3 separate regions of the Mus musculus genome follow, and all the other regions are linked to region 2. A link is a contact called in public promoter capture Hi-C data. All regions are on one chromosome and are shown on one strand. Each heading gives the region's core, a stretch centred on a gene start, on an enhancer-like site or on the middle of the called end of the contact. The rest is flanking DNA. Distances are from core to core; before and after follow the strand shown. Region 1 holds the start of Fam81a (family with sequence similarity 81, member A). Region 2 holds the start of Adam10 (a disintegrin and metallopeptidase domain 10). Region 3 holds the start of Aldh1a2 (aldehyde dehydrogenase family 1, subfamily A2).

The links. Promoter capture Hi-C pulls out the DNA fragments that hold promoters and counts their contacts.
Region 1: a promoter capture Hi-C map of stem cell-derived epiblast-like cells shows a contact between it and region 2, with 4 times the contacts expected there. The contact joins the promoter of Fam81a here to the promoter of Adam10 in region 2. A contact is called at or near these places in 2 of 39 promoter capture datasets (liver and stem cell-derived epiblast-like cells).
Region 3: a promoter capture Hi-C map of liver shows a contact between it and region 2, with 4 times the contacts expected there. The contact joins the promoter of Aldh1a2 here to the promoter of Adam10 in region 2. A contact is called at or near these places in 6 of 39 promoter capture datasets (embryonic stem cells, hippocampal neurons, liver and 1 more), 3 of 484 Hi-C or Micro-C datasets (all in embryonic stem cells), 4 of 115 datasets of contacts at active chromatin or transcription factors (embryonic stem cells, forebrain and stem cell-derived neural progenitor cells) and 1 of 9 other capture datasets (adipose tissue).

What each region holds. Positions count from the first base shown.
Region 1 is chr9:70,140,183-70,142,882 of GRCm38.p6, reverse strand. It overlaps Fam81a (family with sequence similarity 81, member A), which reads left to right and starts at 1,326. Exons shown (of 9, transcript NM_029784.2): 1 at 1,326-1,570.
Region 2 is chr9:70,677,541-70,680,240 of GRCm38.p6, reverse strand. Adam10 (a disintegrin and metallopeptidase domain 10) reads right to left here and starts at 1,259. Exons shown (of 16, transcript NM_007399.4): 1 at 982-1,259. The coding sequence starts at 1,036.
Region 3 is chr9:71,214,391-71,217,090 of GRCm38.p6, reverse strand. Aldh1a2 (aldehyde dehydrogenase family 1, subfamily A2) reads right to left here and starts at 1,302. Exons shown (of 14, transcript NM_009022.4): 1 at 1,128-1,302. The coding sequence starts at 1,244. Gm3458 (predicted gene 3458) reads left to right here and starts at 1,705. Exons shown (of 4, transcript NR_110518.1): 1 at 1,705-1,844.

The DNA of each region.
Region 1 (2,700 bases), core at 77-2,576, 540 kb after region 2:
TTGCAAGGCAAGCACTTATCTACTGAGCCATCTCCTCGCCCCCTCAAATTTATCTTAAATGGTGGAAATTCTCAGAGAACCTTTCGCCATGGGATTGGATCCCATCCGTATTTACACGCTGTGCACCAAGTGATACAGAAAGAGAAATAAACCATCACACACTAAAGAACACTATTAGGTGAGATCTCCGTGAGACAGGACTTAAGGCCATGCCCTCTGGTCAGCAGTCTTTTTTATACCCGTCTAACTATCTGATCAATATGTGTTAGGCTGCAATGGCCGGGAGGGGAGCAGAGTCCCTGCCTTCTCCATCTTCATCTTCTCCATTTCACCTTAGCAGTCTCTCTCTCTCTTTCTCTCTCTCTCTCTCTCTCTCTCTCTCTCTCTCTCTCTCTCTCTCTGTGTGTGTGTGTGTGTGTGTGTGTGTGTGTGTGTGTGTGTGTGTGTGTGTGTTTTGGGGAGTTATTACTTTACAGGCGAGTTAATTACAGAACACCCAAGACGACACATAAATAACTACAGGATCGAGAATTCCAAGACCAGAGCTTTCCCAAGTGGCTGCACAGCCTGCGTTCTTCCTAGCTTCCTTTGAATTGGGGGCAGAGGAGAGCCGCCAGACAGGAGCACCTACACTGGGTAAGCCCATGCCTCTACGTAAGAGCTATGAACCAGACGCAGTGAGGTGAGCAAAGGTGGGATCCTCCACTCTTCTTAAACCCCACCTTACGGAGAGGAAGCAAAATTGTGAGTGATTCCTGCTGAGGATCCAGCACTGATGGGAAGGAGAGCAAAGCTGGAACTCCCTGGGAGCGAGGCAGAAGGTAGGAAGAGGGCTGGGAGGAGAAACGGGCATTTTCCCAGGGGTCCTGTCTCTTGTGCGCGAGGCTTGGTGATTCCCTCATACACACTTGTCGCCTGGAGGGTTCCATCACCTGTGCAGGTGTGGCGCTGGAAGGAGCTGTTTCCTGGACTGTGGTCTCACCCCTAACTTCTCCCCAGTTTGAGGTGGGAAAAGCAGTTAACTATTTTTGTGGGAACCAGGCTTGGTACATAAGGGATGCTAGGATTCCCGGGAAAATGATTGATGACATAGAGACCTGGAAGGCTGGGCTCTCATTGAAGCATCCTTCCCTACACCTACCTCTGCCTCCAAGTCGACGCGCCCTACGACGGGACTGAGGTTCTTGTAAGCAAGTCCCCGCCCGCTGACTCCCTGCAGCGAACTGGGTGGGGACCCGCGGCGCCGCGGAAAGGCTATTTTGAGTGTGGGAACGCGGTGGGAGGAGGGGCGCCGGCGGGCTGGGCGCGGGCGCGCGGGGAAAGCCTCCAGCTCGGGCTGCCACGGCAACCGCGTCCAGGCAACGCGCCCGGAAGAGGCTCTGGGAGGCGCGCGGCGGCTCGCGCCCTTCCAGGGTGGGGGAGCCGCGAACCCCGGGCCGGGCCGCGCGCGCGCTGATTGGAGCGCGGGCCCGCAGCCGGGTTCGCCCCGCAAAGCCCCGCGCTCGCGGCCACCGCACCCAGAGCGCCGGCGACGACATGGGCAGCCTCGGCGCGCCAGATCCGCGCGCGGGTGAGTCTTCAGAGGTGTCTCCCCTCCCCACATGTCCGGGCATCCTCTAGACTCAAGCGGCGGGTGCTTCCGCAGGGACCGTCGATGTGACCTTGGAGCAACCACTCCATGGATAGGCATGGGATAGTGCTGGGGAGAGGGGGTGAGGGATGAAGCCTCGTGTGCCCCGCGTGACACTCTGGACGCGAGAGGGTTAACTGAATGCTGACGCGCAGGGCTGAAGTTAGGCGCAGAGCGCAAGTGGCATTGCATCTTCGCGGGGGCTGCAAGCTAGCAGACAGAAGAGGCCCCCGAGGGACTGTTTGAGGAGAGCCAAGGGTGTGCAGAGTTTGCCAGGACTAGGGGCAAGTCTATCATTCACAGTTGGAGCTGAGTGACCTTGGGTGGGTTAGCCACATTGCTCCCGCGGATTCTCTGGTTTTCATCCTTTGAAAGGAAGGGCTCTGGTTCTTTCCAGTTGCAGCACAAGGCTGTTTTGCTGGTACTGTGAGCTGAGGAAGGGACCCTCTGGGGATGCAAGACTTAACCATATTTATTCCGCAAGGGGTTTCCAATGAGCTGGCTCCCAAAGTAGCAAGAAATGTTACCATTTTATGGAGGGAACAGTCTGGGGTCCGGAAAGGCTCCTTAAAATGCATAGATTAAAATCCCTTCGGTGCACTTAAGTCCTGAACCCAATCAGGGTCCAAGCTGCCAAATACTTCTTTCCTGTAGTTGATCTGATAGGAAACTTTGTGTCTGAACAGGTAAAATCAAAACCCAGTAGTGGCAGGCAGTGGCAAATTAAGTGAGTCATTTCTTCAATGTGCAGAAGCTGTGTGTGTGTGTGTGTGTGTGTGTGTGTGTGTGTGTGTGTGTGTGTGACATGCGCATGCGTGCACTCAGCTTAAAGTCTGTGTATGCTGTTAAGAGGTTATTTCACAGAAATAATGTTGAACTGGTTTGGATCTACAGAGGGAATCACTTAGAACTAGGGCCAGACATTTGCATTGTTCTTTGGAGATTTGGGGTTAGGGGGCTAGCAAGATGGCTCGGTGGGGGGTGGGGGTGGGGTAAAGGTCTTTGCCATTAAACTTGAGGACCTGGGTTTGATCTCTGGAACCCACATTGTGAAAGGAGAGAATCATCCA
Region 2 (2,700 bases), core at 10-2,509:
GTTGTTTCCAATTCAATGCTTTTAAGCTAACCTCTCTCCAGACACTTGGGCGGCAAATTAGCTTACCTATGGTAAAGCACTTTCTCATAGGAACAAAATAATCATGCAACCTGTCCTAGGAAAGCCTGGGAATGAAATACCGCTGTCTCAAACCCGAAGCATCAGGAAACTTGAAGCAACAGTGAACTCCAATTTGCAGGGGGAGGGAGCACAGCCCTGACAATCCTCTGACTAAGCAGTACGTCTGCTCCACCTGAGAGTTTAAGAAAACTCTGCAAGTTGGTTCGCCCAGGAAGGGTCGGTCTTGCTTCTCTGTGGACTCAACTCAAAAAGACAGATGGATCGAAGAGCATCCTAAAACGGCTTGCCCTTCTCCTCAGTCAACTAAAGTCTTGCCCCGGGGAGACAGAAGACAGACAGACAGAACGACAGACACACACACACACACAACCTCCGGCGCGCTGGCTACAAACACTCCGAAAAGAGCACGAGGCGGAGGGAAGGCACTCGGGTGGGACACGCACACCGGCGTCCGACACCCGGCCCGGGTCCGCTCGCTCGCTTGCAGAACAATGCTCCCGCCGCGCTGCCAACCTCGCAAGTTGCTGCGAGTCTGCGCGGTCCCGGGGCTCGGACCCCGGCAGGGCTGAGGTGGCTGCGGAGTGCGCGAGGGCGGCTGGCCTGGGCTCCGCCGCTCCCGGGGAAAGCGGCGCGAGAAGCCGGGCAGGCAGGGCCGCCGGGCCGTGGGGGCGGGGAAGGCCTGGCCCGGGGCTCCGCAGCCTGCTCGGGCCGCCGCCGGCGGGAGCGCGGTCGGGGCGCGCGAGGGACAATAGCGCGCGGGGAGCGTCGCTCGGGGTCGGCTGAGGCGAGCTGAGAGAGCTGACAGAAGCCGAGGAGACCTGACACGCGCGGCCCGGCTCCGCGACGCTGCGCTCGGCCCGACCGACCGCCGCTCCGTCGCCGCCCGGGGTCGTGTCTCACCTCCCAGCCCCGCCGCCCAGGAGAGGAGCAGAATTAACACTGTCGGCAACACCATCTTCCCCGGCCGCCGCCTCCTCACGGGTTAACCGCGGTGCATCGATCCTGAGGGAGCCGCGACCGGCGCTGGGTCCCGACGAGCCTCCCCGGCAGTGGCACCCGGCGAAGCGCCTCCCTCTCGCTCCACTTCAGGGGCCCAGCCGCGCGCCCTGCTCCGCCAAAACAGGGCCCTCCCTCCCCCTCGGCCTCTTCCTTCCTCCCTTCCCCGCTTCCCTGCCCTCGCTCTTCGCCTGGTCTCAGCCCCTTCCCTGAGCCGCGGCCCTCCGCCTCCTTTCTCGCCACGTGACGCGACGGCACCCAATACACTCGCGAGGCCGCACCCCTGCCTCCCGCCCCGCCCTGCTCCCCCAAGCGCCCCGGGATAATGCGCATGCGTGCCGAGGCGAGCGCCCGGGCCGCTAGGCCCCGCCGCTGCTTCCTGTCCGCTGGCGGAGAGCAGGGATTGGCCTGGGAGGGCGGGGCCGCTGGAGACTCCGCCCACCGCCCCGGGCGGGAGCGCTCTTTTCCCTGTGAAAGTGCTACCTGGTTCTTCCAGCTGTTAAGGACTGTCTCTTGGAATCACACCCTACCCCGAAGCTGTCAAGAAGGGCTTTCGGCTTCTTCGCCTCCAAAAAACTAGAGGTTTTCCTTGCTTCTCTATCTGTTTCTTTTGAAGCTCTGCAGCTGCCAAGTAAACAAAAGCAGTCCCAGCAAACCATGATTTTAGCCGCGATACACAGCTCTGATGGGAACATAAAAGGAAAGATCCAACAGGAAGAAAAAAATACCCAAAGGGGTATCTTCCCGAACCATTAGCAAATGTATGTCACCTACTAGGCCTTAGCCATAATAATAAATAAATAAATAAATAAGCCGGTGGTCCTTAGTCTCCAGCTCAGAAAATGCTCGCTTGTTAGTCTGTTTCCCTCATACCTCCTTCATGCCAACTTCTACAAAACCGGTATTTGACTTCTCATTTACTCGCTTTGATTCTTTATACTCGTATTCAAGAACTACAACTTTAGGAGTAATGGGAGGAGGGATTTGTAAGGGTGGGACTGGGAGGAGAGGAGCGGGGCTGCTCTTCGGATGTAACGCGAATGAATAAATGAAAAAAAAAAAGAACTACAACGTCTTCATCATACTTAACTCTGCTTCGGTTGACTCAAAGAATATGAGTTTATATTATTGATAATAAGAATAAATTGCAAACCTTTTACTTCCGCCCTATATATTTTCTACAACCTACATTGTTAATGTAGATAATGTGGTTTTTAAAGAAAACAGAAATAAAGATGAGAATACTTTTCCCACCCCCATCTCCCATCTCTCATCTAATTATCCCAGGTTATTCTTTGAGTGGTTATGAGGCCAAGGGTAAACATGAACTTCTGATTCCTCCCATCTTCCATGCACCGTCACACCTTACTTAAGGAATATACTTATTTTAATTGTTTTGAAAAATGAATTGTTGTTTTGCTTCACATTACTAAACTCAATACTGCAGTCAGAACTTCCCACATCATCATGATTGTCCTGTCCATTCGTTTCTACTGAAGCATATAAAATCAATACAGAGTAACTGAATGCTGTTATTTCTTTTTCCTTTTGTAAAGTGTCTATTCTGAGTAACCTGCAGACATGTTGCTTATCACATGCGCTGTTTCTGCCTTATGTACTCAC
Region 3 (2,700 bases), core at 53-2,552, 540 kb before region 2:
CGCGCTGCAGTTAACTGGCGAGAGTTTGCGGTAGGAATGAAAATCAAATTAAAAAAAAAAATTCTAAAATGAACTCTCAAGAAGTGTGGCTTTAAAGGCTACAGTCGCCTTTTTGCTATAACATTCAATCCCTTTGTGTATGTATTTCACAAATTTCCCCCGTGGATTTTTTTTCCCTGAGAACGGTGGAGTGGTAGGGGATCAAGTCACATGGGGCAGCAGGCGTGTATTGCTTTTTAATGCAGTTTAACAACAATAATTCGTGCTTGACAAACTAAGATGTCAGAATTCGTTAGGAAAAAAATCATTAGGCTTATCAGTGCAAAAGTGAGCTCGCTAATTTATGTGACTTGAGTTATTTTCCCTTTTTCTAAAATGTCCATTGCCTACAAAATCCCGAGGAAATCCTGGCATAGACCTACTGCGTCTCGGCCAGGTCCCCGCGAAGTCTGTGGGACTCCGGTCCTGACAACCCTTCAGCGACTCCGCTCTGAGGGAAGATAAGCCCGCGCGGCCGCGCACCTCCGGACCCGAGGGACCGCGGGGCGACACCGGACCGCAATGCCACCCTGGCGGTGAACCCCACTCTGCTCTGAGACCGAGGGACAGGGAGAACTGCACCCCGGTGGGCTCTGAGGAAACCCAGGGGAACACCCTCCTCAAGCCAGAGCCCGGACTGCTCTGAGGAGACCTGGGGGACCCCAGAGCCAAACTCCATTTGCTCTGATAAAACTTGGGGGCTCGCACAACCGGACTCCGGTCTGCCCTGAGCTCTAAGGGACCCCAGAACTAAGCCTCGTTCTGCCCTAGGGACATCTAGGACCGGACCCTAGCCGGCTCTAAAGAGTCATAGGGGACTCCAGAACCAGACCCAGGTCTGCTCTGGGAAATCCCACCTCCCCAGGCAGTCCCGAGGTCGTCACCACCGTCCGCCGCCGCTGGCGATCCCCGCGCTGCCTTCTGTTTGGGACCGGTTCTCCCAAGACGCTCCCTAAACCGGGGCGGGACTTGAGAAGCCCGCATCGCGGTCCCCGCGGAGGCGCGGAGATGACAGGCGACCTCCGGGCCCCCGGCCTCTGAAGGGATCCAGAGGATGCTTCCAGAAAGCGTCCGCCGGACGGCTTTACCTTGGTGTACTTGATCTCGAGGTTGGGCGTGGGCGACGGCAGGAGCTGCAGCGAGGCCATGAGCGCGGCGGGGTCGGCCTTCACCTCGCCCGGCATGGCGATCTCGCTGGAAGTCATGGGCGGCCACGGGTGGGTGTGCGCGGGGCGCTGCGCGGCCGGGGCGCGCTCGCTGTATATAGGCAGGTGTCAAGCGGGGGGCGCTTCTTATTGGACGTGCGGCCCACAGGCGCGGGGGGCCGGCCCAGGAGGACATTTGCATACGGCCGCGCGCGGCGCCCGCACGGTCAAGTCCGCGGCCCACGCTCCCGCGGGCGCGCCCGGGGGGGCCTCGACGGCCGGAGCGCAGCCTCGGCGGGACCGCGCTGGCCGATGGCAGCCCCGCGAGCCTTAGCGCTGGTCGGCCGGGAGGAGAGGCGCCCGAGCCGCGGCCCCGCCGAGCCCCGCGCCCTTCCTAACACTCGCTCTTCTCCTCCCCCGGGGTCCCGAGCAGCCCGAAAGAGCTTTCGCTCAGCCTTCCGCGTGGCGCGAGGGGCGCGTGGCCGCTGGGTGGGGTGATAGATGCTCCCCACACTCCCAAGGAGAACCTTCTGGAACCGCCGACGCCGCGCTGGCCCCCACCAGGCTTCTCAGCCCAACTGCTGCCCTCTGCCGGCCCCGCGGCCTAGTTGTGCCTGAGGCCGTGGGCTTCATCTGCCTTGGGTTGCCTGGATATTCCAGGTCTTGATGGTCTCCTTCCAGCCCTTTCCTTTCCTCTTCCCATCCACACCGGGAAACACTTGGGATTTTCTGTTGCTCTTCCTGTCAGAATCTCCGGGTTGAGCTTCCATCTCCATCCCTTCTCGTCTTACAAGCAGCCTTATAGTTGAGTAAAGATGGGCGCTGATCAGGAATCAGTAGCCTAGACAGTTCACTCCAGATAGCGTGGGAGAATCATTGGACCAATATCACGAGCCCATATAGATAGCTCTTTATAGGGCTTTCTGCCTCTATCCCCATGAAAATCCCACAGCCTTATCCAACCTGACTCTTCCTGTTTTTCTATGGAAGACTCTCAACTCCCAAGCAACTGCTTCGCTCTTGCTCAATCATTTCTTTGCATGTTGTTCACTACAAAACACTTACTTTAGATGTGTTCATTAACTAAAATTCCGTAAATGATTGGTGCTTAGATTCTGTGCAGACAGAATGCTGTTGTCTTAATTGAATTTGTGAGACAAGTTCCAGGCTCCGAGAACTCTTTATAGGGTATCTGCCTAAAGTGACCGAGCAAGCACTACGTCGTCGTCCTAGAGCAACAATACAGCCTAATTTAGGCAGTTGAAAAATTCCTATTCACAGGGAACGTTTATGGCCAAAGAGTGTGTCTTAATAACCGAATATACTCCTAAGAATCGCCTTTATTTAAGCTGTAGAAGACTGAGAAAGAATAAGAAGAATGGTGGGGAGGTAGCTCTGTAGGTAGAGTGCTTGCCTAGAACGCTGGGTTTAGTTGCCAGCACCACCTTGAACTGGGGTAGAGATGCATGCCTGTAATTCCCAGCATCCCACTGGATGGAGGCAAGAGGATTAGAAG